Linked DNA regions of Sus scrofa: region 2 is linked to region 1. A link is a contact called in public HiChIP or PLAC-seq data. All regions are on one chromosome and are shown on one strand. Each heading gives the region's core, a stretch centred on a gene start, on an enhancer-like site or on the middle of the called end of the contact. The rest is flanking DNA. Distances are from core to core; before and after follow the strand shown.

What was found. HiChIP or PLAC-seq counts read pairs in DNA pulled down with a chosen protein or histone mark.
Region 2: a contact with region 1 is called in an H3K27ac HiChIP or PLAC-seq map of skeletal muscle. The contact joins two enhancer-like sites. A contact is called at or near these places in 3 of 47 Hi-C or Micro-C datasets (liver, psoas muscle and skeletal muscle) and 1 of 2 datasets of contacts at active chromatin or transcription factors (skeletal muscle).

Annotation. Positions count from the first base shown.
Region 1 is chr10:10,737,864-10,743,313 of Sscrofa11.1, reverse strand. All of the region lies in intron 1 of LOC110255633 (a long non-coding RNA gene), which reads right to left. Among named protein-coding and RNA genes, the nearest start is that of DUSP10, 170 kb to the left of the region's middle. Within about 2 kb of position 2,048, at least 4 of the 83 cell types and tissues checked have an H3K27ac peak or open chromatin away from gene starts, as enhancers often do. A contact at or near this core is called in skeletal muscle, where this site is marked.
Region 2 is chr10:10,842,262-10,847,711 of Sscrofa11.1, reverse strand. All of the region lies in intron 4 of LOC110255634 (a long non-coding RNA gene), which reads right to left. Among named protein-coding and RNA genes, the nearest start is that of DUSP10, 61 kb to the left of the region's middle. Within about 2 kb of position 2,126, at least 1 of the 83 cell types and tissues checked has an H3K27ac peak or open chromatin away from gene starts, as enhancers often do. A contact at or near this core is called in skeletal muscle, where this site is marked.

The DNA.
Region 1 (5,450 bases), core at 799-3,298:
CCCAATAAGAGAAAACTCGATCACCTAGGGTGAATTTTCACATTAATATTCCTTATCCCCTAGAACCAGCCATTGACTCTTTATTTCTGGTTTATTTCATGCTATCCTCAGAAGTCATTTATATTTTCAAACTTATTTTATATTCTGGTCAGAAACTAGAGTTTGGAAGAAGAAAAAAGAAAAAACCCACTAAATTTATAATGAGAAGCTACAAAAAAGTGGTGGTGTCTGTCTCATCCAGAGGCGCTTTTGAACAAAGGCCTACTTCCCCTTTGGGTAGAAATACCCACCATCTCTTCTGAGATGCCAAGAGAGATGCTATAGAAGCCACTTGATGCCGGCAGTCATCCCCTGAATCGTCCCTGCCTGCAGGGATGCAGGGATGCAGGGATGCAGGGATGCAGGGATGCAGGGATGCTCAGAGGTCCCTCTTTACTCCATCCACCCAAGAGGAGTGGGATCGAGGGAGAATAGGAGACTATACTTGGTAGTTTGCCAGAATGTAAATTCTGACCCAAGCCGCTTGTTAGAAACTGAGCAACAATGACTTTGGGGTCTTCAGGATGCTAGCTGATGCCCCCCAGGTAAATCTTGCATGGGTTCCTGCTGCTTCCCCTATTTTCTTGTTGGGTGACCGGTTACAAGGTCTCAAGAGGTAACTGTTCTCTTTTACACTCATTTTCCTCAGCAATGTGTGGACTCCGTTCCTCTATAGAGAACAGTAGAGTCTTCTGAATAAATATTAATGAAATGGACGGAAGCTCTTCCTCTCTTCGACGTCTTTTATCTTGTTAAGCCCACGGAAAAGTCTTTCTTCAAAGACTCAAAAGAAGGGTATCTCCCGCTTCTTAATAAGCAAACCATCCAAGTGATAGAATCCTGTACCTTAAGAAACAATGCAGAGGAAAACCTCTCTAAATGTGACCTTTCGGGTGACAGGAGGACCAGGAATATTCCAGGTCACAAAATCTGCTGAGGATAGTGAAAATAACAGCTCTTCTTTCTAATTGACAGGTAATTGGCTCCAGCAATGATTAGTCAAATTACCACATGCTTCTTTAAATGGAAAACTTCCAGCAGGTATTTGTTACTGATAGTTACCTGAGTGAGGGGCTGCTTCAAAAAAGAAGGCAGAGGAGTTCCCGTTGTGGCTCAGTGGTTAACGAACCCGACCAGGAACCATGAGGTTGCGGGTTCAATCCCTGGCCTCGCTCATTGGGTTAAGGATCTGTTGTTGCTGTGAGCTGTGATGTAGGCTGGCGGCTGTAGCTCCAATTAGACCCATAGCCTGGGAACCTCCATATCCCATGGATGTGGCCCTAAAAACACATAAAGATAAAAACAAACAAACAAACAAAAAGAAGGCAGAGGAGTTCACGGCAAAGACAAATAGGAGATTGGGTGTCACCATTCACCGAAGATAAATCTGAAATAAATATGAATTCTTCTGCAATTAGACCATAAACAATTAGGGGAAAATGCATTAATAAAAATTGGATTTGCTGTAACTATTTTCTAAAATGAAGCACCTCCGAAACTTCTTCCTTTTTGTAACAGTATCTGCCCCGTGGCCTGTGGCCTCTCCCCAAACAACTGTTAATAGCTTGGTCCCAGGAAAAGCAATACTATATTTCTAGCCTGTGTGGTGGGACTGGTTGCCTAGCATTGCGGTAAATTTTACCAAACAGTTGGCAGAAGGATCAGACCAGCTTGGCTAAATGAATTCAGCCATCACGTAAGACTGCAGGGCATATTAAGAAGGCATGTCCCTCAGAGCATTTGATACTTTCCTGTTACAGCCCCCCATCCCCCGGTATAATGCTTTGGCTGAGCAGGACGTAATTCGATATTAAACGAGGTTCTTGTTAAGTAGATACAATGAAATAATGCTGAGTTTTTGTTGCATTAGCAGAGGTAAATGCATTTTATTAGCACTCATTAGAAGGAGGGAAAACTTGGAGCTAAGGATTCATTAGCCGAAGGCGGCCCCTGCGAGGTAGAGCGACTGAACTGTTTGGGGCCAGAGGAAGGGGACCCGGCCACACGCAGCAGGTTCTGAAAGCCTGGCCTCCCTCCATCCACCCTAAGTCAGATGTCTGAGAACAGTGTGGGGTAGAAATGTTAGCTTCAACCGCGGGCCAGCTGAAAATATGCGTTTCTTTCGAAAGCTGTTAATTTGACAAGAGGCAGAAGCCCCAGAAAGAAAGTACAATCATGATTTATGCTTTAGATTCAAAAGGAAGTCATTTACTTGGGGATTTGGAAAAAATGCTACCAGCTCTCCAATTCTGAAGATACATCATGAAATCTGCTTTTATTCTACGTTGTTGTTAGGAAAAACCACACACACACACACACACACAACACCCCCCCCACACACAATTTCTCTAAAAAAAAATTCCCCCCAAAACAAAATTAATATGACGAAGCTGGGGTTTTTTTTTGGTCTTTTTTTTTTGCCTTTCCTAGGGCCGCTCCCGCGGCACATGGAGGTTCCCAGGCTGGGGATCTAATCAGAGTTGTAGCCGACGGCCAACACCAGAGCCACAGCAACACAGGATCCGAGCCTTGTCAGCGACCTACACCACAGCTCATGACAACGCCAGATCCTCAACCCAAGGAGCAAGGCCAGGGACCGAACCTGAAACCTCATGGTTTCTAGTCGGATTCGTTAACCACTGCGCCATGACAGGAACTCCAGATGAAGCTATTTTTTTGTCTTTTTTTTTTTTTTCTGGGCAGCACCCATGGTGTATGGAGGTTCCCAGGCTAGGGGTCAAATCTGAGCAGCAGCTTTGGGCCTGCACCACAGCCACAGCAACGCTGGTTCCTTAACCTACTGAGCGAGGCCAGGGATCCAGCCTGTGTCTTCGTGCATAAAAGTGGGGTTCATTACTGCTGAGCCACAAAGGGAACTCCATGAAGCTATTTTTGTTTAATCACACTTCACCAAACACAGTTTTAAGCTAAAGGACTGAATGATAATACATTTTCGATAACCTTGGAACATCAGAATCTGGGGGTTTCGTCGTCGTGTCATGTCTCTTCGACGCAGCTCTACAGAGTGTTCGGTTTTATGAAGACATCCAGCTACGGGTCTACTGTTAACTCTTAAGACATCTCTGCTCACCAGCGTCTGTCTCTGGGTTGCCAGCCTCCCACTTCGCATCATCTCCTGGAGCCCTACCCGGGCTGTTCTCCAAACCTAGCGCCAACCAGATCCATCCCTGGTCCTTCCAAGGCCCTCCCTCCCATTCTCCCTCTGGCATCTTCACGGCCATCCTGGGTTGCAACTTCAGCATCATTATTATTGTTTTTTATGTTCCCATGCAGTCAGCTTACTAACTCTCTAGACCTGACCTCTGCAACGCCCTTCGAGCACCCTCTCTTCTCCATCGTCCCTCGGCAGGTCAGCCCTCCCCTGGATGTCACTGGGTCAGTTGCCACAACCTCAACAACGGACAGGGTCTCTCTTCCTGTTTTCCTCCAGGACACTCCATCTTACTCACAGATGCCAGAGTCATTTTCCAGGATCACAGCTCCAAATGGGCAGCTTTTCTTGCCTGAACTCTTCAGTGGGCTTCTACTGTTTTGTCAAATGAGTGTGATGTCATCTGTTGCAGAGCTGTAAAGCTCAAAGAAGTTAACAGAGCCAGCCCACACCCAGCGGTTAGCTCAGAGGGAGAGCTCGGCAGTGGGTAGCTTTGATAACCTGTTGTCCACACCCTTGCCGCAACCAAGCTGAACTGCGCATGCTCGCCGTACGTGCGGCCTGTGGCTCCTTTTCCTTCCCTGCTCTCGTTCAGATCGCTTGGCCGGGAGAACACTGTCCGCGTCCCCCCACATTCAAATTGGATTTAGTCTCTGAGACCCACCTCCAGGGAAGGGGTACATGTCAAGGACTCCTCCTGATCTCAGCAACTCCAGCCCTTCAGTGAGAGTTCTTTAATTATTCTTGTGACTTTCCTTTTTTTGGGTCTTTTTGGGGCCGCACCTGAGGCATACGGAGGTTCCCAGACTAAGGGTCCAATCGGAGCTGCAGCTGCTGGCCTACGCCACAGCCACAGCAATGCCAGATCCAAGCTGCCTCTTTGACCTACACCCCAGCTCACCACAATGCCAGATCCTTAACGCACTGAGCGAGGCCAGGGATCGAACTGGCATCCTCATGAACACTAGTTGGGTTCGTTAACCACTGAGCCATGACGAGAGCTCCTATTCTTGTGATTTATTTTCTTTCTTTCTTTCTTTCTTTCTTTCTTTCTTTCTTTCTTTCTTTCTTTCTTTCTTTCTTTCTTGTCTTGTCTTCCTTCCTTCCTTCCTTCCTTTCTTTCTTTTGTGTGTGTGTGTCTTTTTGCCTTTTCTAGGGCCACTCCCGCGGCATATGGAGGTTCCCAGGCTAGGGGTCTAATCAGAGCTGTAGCCTCCGGCCTACGCCAGAGCCACAGCAACATGGGATCTGAGCTGCGTTTGCAACCTACACCACAGCTCAGGGCAACGCCAGATCCTTAACCCACTGAGCAAGGCCAGGGATTGAACCCACAACCTCATGGTTCCTAGTCGGATTCATTAACCACTGCGCCACGATGGGAACTCCTCTTGTGATTTTTCTTGTGTTTGCTGAGTACTAAAATTTAAGGAAAAGATTTTTATCTAATTTATCCGTATGTCTGTTCTGTCATTATGCTTATCAGACATCTGTCTCCAAGGACTGCAGCCTGCAACTCTGCACAGTGCAAGGAATTGGTGCTTGCCTCTGTCCTCTGTTCATCTTACCTATGTGCAGAAATGAGTGCAGTGAAACCTGAGATGAAGTAGAGTTTGTGTTTGATGGAGCAGCACTTAATGCTCCGATGCCCACATTAACGTGCACAAGTCAAGCAAACACTTTCTTCCTCTTCTATCTACTTGTCTGAGAAGGTCCACAGAAGCAGCCGAGGTTCCCTTCCATTACTGTAGGAAATATATTTTGGTTACTGCCTTGTACATCTTTTTTTTTTTTTATTGTAATGAAGAGAGCTTTAGCAGGGGAGATTTTCCTATGCACTTGCACCCTTTTTTAGCTCCCCTGCACCATCCTGTGTGTGCTGCAGAGAGCTCTGGCATCTCATACAGGACCTTCCTTGTGGGCTCGTTCAGACCATGTACACGGAATAATAAAAATACTCGGGAATTTTCCAGTTACAATCTTTGATTCTACAAACCACGATCCTATAACCTCACTTTTAGCTATTCAGTCTATGAAAGCAATGATTAATTTGTCCTAACACAAACGCTATAAAATAAAACTAAAGAATTTGAGGAGTTTGCACTGCAGCTCAATCAGATTGGTGGCATCTTGGGAGCACTGGGATGCAGGTTCGATCCCTGGTCCAGCATAGTGGGTTAAGGATCCAGTGTCGCCTCAGCTGTGGCTTAGGTCTCAATTGTGGCTCCTAAGTGGTTACTGT
Region 2 (5,450 bases), core at 877-3,376, 100 kb before region 1:
CTCAGTGGTTAACGAATCTGACTAGGAACCATGAGGTTGCAGGTTCGGCCCCTGCCCTTGCTCAGTGGGTTAAGGATCCGGCGTTGCCATGAGCTGTGGGGTAGTTTGCAGACGCGGCTTGGATCTGCGTTGCTGTGGCTCTGGCGTAGGCCGGTGGCTACAGCTCCGATTGGACCCCTAGCCTGGGAACCTCCATATGCCGAGGGAGCGGCCCAAGAAATGGCAAAAAGACAAAAAGAAAAAAAAAATGTTGTGCTGTCCCCCCCCCGGCCCCCGCAAGCAGCAAAGTGCGTGTGGGGAGAGGTAACAGAATCTTGAGGTCAGAGACAGAAAATCTGGTGCCACATTCCATCCCCAGCTCGGCTCCTCATTAGCTGTGCTACCCTGACCCTCAGATTTCCCATCTGTACAACGGAAAACAGCTCTGACCTCATCAAGAGCGTTGGAACTCTGAAATGAATTGCTACCTGCGAGCATTTAGTGCCGGGCACACAGTAAGTGAGGCGGCACTGTTAGCCATGCCTGCTGGTCACATCACAAATGGTGGATAAGCAAGCATCGCCTATTCTTGCAGAATCTATTTTAGACTCCGCGGCTATGCCAGTGAATAAAACTGACAGAAATAGCACTCTAAGGGAGTCTGCATTCTAGTGGAGAAATTTGCTAGTGTTTACAGTTTCAAAACCTTGTTGCTGTTCCGATAGACATAAAGTAATTATCTCCTTATTCCTTTCGATTTGCATTTTCCTGACTACTGATACTTTTGATCACTTCTGTCCTTACAACACTGACACTTTTACTGGCACTCTATTTATATACTTTGAAATATTTTGCCTACTCTTTAAATTTTTAATTATTTTTGTTTCATGTGCATAAGAATGACACTCTTTCCCCACATCTATGGCCTATCTGTTGACTTTCTGTTTGGTATCTTTTTTTTTTTTTTTTTCTTTTCAGGGCTGTACCCATGGCATACGGAAGTTCCCAGGCTAGGGGTCTAAGCAGAGCTGTAGCCATTCGTCTACACCACAGCCACAGCAAGGCAGGGTCTGAGCCATGTCGGCGACCTATACCACAACTTATGGCAACGCTGGATCCTTAACCCATTGAGTGCAGCCAGGGATAGAACCCACATCCTCATGGATACTAGTTGGATTTGTTTCAGCTGAGCCACAATGGGAACTCCCTGGCATCTTTTTTCATGTGATTGTTCCTAATTTTTATATAGCTAACAACAATTTTCATCGTTGCTTTTAGAATAAAAGACGAGGTTAAGTTACATTGTACCAGTAGTTTACAAAAAATTTCCAACAAAGATTTTATTGTTTAGTTTTTCACATTTAAATCTTTAATATATCTGTAATTTTTTGAATTTGGTGATAGGTGTTCCATGTTTTTCTTCTAGAGGAAAAGTAGAATGTGTAGATACTTTTTAAAAAAATTTCATCCCAAATCATAAACAAAACGAAAAGACAACCTTCGGACCAGGAGAAAATTTTGCAAATGATGCAACCGACAAGGGCTTAATTTCCAGAATACACAAATAGCTCATACAACTAAACAACAACAGCAAAAAACAAACAACCCAATCAAAAAGTGGGCAGAAGACCTAAATAGACATTTCTCCAAGGAAGACATACAGATGGGCAACAGGTACCCGAAAAGATGCTCAACACTGCTAATTATTAGAGAAATGCAAGTCAAAACTACAATGAGGTACCATCATTGGCCATCATTAAAAAAGTCTGCAAATAACAAATGTTGGACTGGGTGTGGGGCAAAGGGAACCTTCTTACACTGTTGGTGGGAATATAAGTTCATGCAGCCACTATGGAGACCGGTGTGGAGGTTCCTCAAAAAACTAAAAACAGTTGCCATATGACCAGCAATCCCACTTGTGGACATGTACCCAAACCAAACAATAATTCAAAAAGACACATGCACCCTTATGTTCATAGCAGCACTATTCACAATATGAACGACCAAACATTCTTAATATGGTAAATGTGAGGAATTTAAGAATGTGCTATGCAAGCTCTAAAATAGAAAGCTCATTAGAATCTTCCTGGCTGGTAGCGATATTCTGACTCTCCAACCCTACTCATAGGCGGGTCTATTACACTTCTCTGGTTGCAGCTAAAATCAGCCTTTTTCTCCCCACGTGACTGCCTACTAGCCAGCTATCAAAGCGTTCAGAGAGATTTTAAAAAATAGAAGTCTATTACCCCTGACCTTTATTATTTGACTTTATACAGATTTCTGGCCAACCCATGTGAGATGGTAATGATATAATTCTAATTTCAATGGGTCAATAAGTTAAAGTTTCCAGTCAATCCAGCTGGTTATTCTGTTGGGGCAACTAGTTGGACAAAATTTTTCACCTGTATTAAAGTAACTGAAGTTTTTAGGCTCTGGATTTACCTAACCTGCACATGCTATGTTTGTTTGATCTAGGTTTGGTCTCGTCACAGCCTGTTGGGATTTGGGGACAATATTTAGGCTGTGGCATTTTAGGGTTAATTTCTACAGTGGTTTGAATTCTGTAGCATAAAAAAAATCGAAAGTCAGGAGTTTCCATGTGGCTCAGTGGGTTAATGATCTGATGTTGTCACTGCTGCAGCTCAGGTTGCTGCTGTGGCACCAGTTTGATCCCTGGCCTGGGAACTTCTGCATGCCACATGTGTAGCCAAAAAAAAAAAAAAAAAAAGAAAAGAAAAAGAAAGTTAAAAGAAGATAAAGAGGAAAATAATTAAGGATTTTGATAGGATGTCCCTCTTGCAGCTCCTACAAATAGAAGAAACTCTTAACAGAGTGAGATAAGAATAACATAAAATTTCCATTTTTTTTTTTTCATGGCTGCACCATGGCATATGGAAGTTTCTGGGCTATGGGTCAAGTCAGAGCTGCAGCTGCAGGCCTATATCACAGCCACAGCAATGCAGGATCTAAGCCACGTCCATGATCTGCAACAGCACTCAGGGGAATGCTGGATCCTTAATCCACTAAGTAAGGCCAGGGAGCGATCCTGTGTCCTCACAGGCATTATGTGGGGTTCTTAACCTGCTGAGCCACTACGGGAACTCCAGTTTCCATTTATTCAAAGACTACCGTGTGTCAGGTGTGTTTTTTTTTTTTTTTGTTTTTGTTTTTGTCTTTTGTTGTTGTTGTTGCTATCTCTTGGGCCGCTCCCGCGGCATATGGAGGTTCCCAGGCTAGGGGTCGAATCGGAGCTGTAGCCACCGGCCTACACCAGAGCCACAGCAATGCGGGATCCGAGCCGCTTCTGCAACCTACACCACAGCTCACGGCAACGCCGGATCCTTAACCCACTGAGCAAGGGCAGGGACCGAACCCTCGACCTCATGGTTCCTAGTCGGATTCGTTAACCACTGCGCCACGACGGGAACTCCTCAGGTGTGTTTTTTACATCATCTTACCTATTGCCCCAGGATCCCTATTAGACAAGTATTGTATTCCACATAATAGTCCAGGAAATCAAAGTTCAGAGAATGTCATGCTTTTTGCTTAGTCTTATAATGCATATCTCTGTATGTCTCCTTCTAAAGTCCTCATTTATGCTACTTTCTCCTTTTGATACAATAATTCACATTTAAAGATTAAAATAAATAACTAGCAATCAACTCATGAGCTATAAAGACATTGTTTTATTGAAGAATATGCTTGAAAAGCAAAGTTTAATTATTGGGTTTTTTTCTTTTTCTTTTTTTTTTTTTTTTTTTTTTGGTATTTCTTTGGGCCGCTCCTGCGGCATATGGAGGTTCCCAGGCTAGGGGTCGAATTGGAGCTGTAGCCACTGGCCTACGCCAGAGCCACAGCAACGCGGGATCCGAGCCGCTTCTGCAACCTACAGCTCACAGCAACGCCGGATCGTTAACCCACTGAGCAAGGGCAGGGACCGAACCCGAAACCTCTTGGTTCCTAGTCGGATTCGTTAACCACTGCGCCACGACGGGAACTCCGGGTTTTTTTATTTATAAAATTACACGGTGCATACCCAAGGGCCGCAGTGGCTGCAGTACATCTTTATATGAAAATAATGCTCCCTTTCCTGTGTCAAGTAATGCAATTCTTTCAATTGATCTAAATTGTTTTTGGTTTTGGTTTTTAGCTTCTTCAGGAAACTCTTCTTATTGACAGAATGAAAATCCAGTTGCCTGAAGTGTCTTTGGCAGGAAGGCAGCTCCGGGTTTTGAGAGCTGTCCTCCGGGCAGGTCCCTTGGTCTCTGTTGGCGCTGCAGTTGGAGCCGAGACCTTGCATGGCCTACAGTCCTGTCCAGCCCATGCCCCTTTCACATGCTCACTCCCTAGGCCCAAATCTCCACCCTCCCCTCCTCTCTGCCTACTCAGCTCATAGTGGGTTCCAATTTCTTTTTCTCAATAAACCTTGCTCAAAGGCAACCCACCCAAATTGTTCCACATTGAATTTATCTCTTCCAAATTAATCAAGCACGTCTTGCTGGAATCATTCCTCTTGGCATTGAGTCGTTTGTCATCTCTCTTCTTGTCTTTAGGGTCACAGACGTCCACTCCACAGTAAAACTTACAGGGTCCTACGGGTGAGCAGCTTTCTGAACAACTTGGAGCTTGAAGAGACGCTGGTCCAGCAACACAGGTTAATGATTTAACCTGAATTCCCAACTACTAGGAAATGAATTAAGACCTTGTCTGAGAGGAGAGACGCTGAAAATCGGAGGAAATCTAAGCTTCTTCTATTCACTAAAATACGGTGGATGGATAAACCAGAGCACTCAGGGTACGCCTGCATCCCTTCTGAAATCTCCCTAGCACTCCGCGTAGACACAGGATTCCAAGTCAGCCCATGCATGTCCTTTGCCTCAGATTTTCTCAAGGCTCTGGCTTAGGGGTGGTCTACCCCACTTCTATCAGAACCACAGTTCAGAATCCAGCAGCCCCTCAGCTGATGGAGTGGCCAGAATATTTTCAGAACTCTCTTTGGAAAAGAATACGTCCTCCAAAAGAAATGGAGCAGCACAATTTCCATCATGCTGTGATGAGGAGAGAAATGGAAGTGCTGTTGAGGCACTGCTAGGAACAGGTATGGGATCCATCTTTAACTCAGTGAGACAAAGTGTGGCTGATGCATGCTTAGCAGGGGGCTGCCATTTTCCAGGGCTTCTGAAGCCTGCCTTTTTTCCTCCCTTCTTATCCCTGGCATCCTGACAACCTTTGTCTGCAAAGTACAGACCATCTTGAATTCTGGGGAGCAGCTAGCAGGAAATTGGTGTAATTAGATGCTATTTCGCAGAGGACTGTGCAAATCATAGCATGTCATTTTGGGGATTAGCCTTGCAATGTCTTGGAAAATGATGAGTGAAAAAATACTGTGGTGTAGCAGACATACCTTGCTTTGATTTCAACTTCTGACACAAAGCAGTTGCATGACCTTGGTCAACTTATCTTCCTGGTCT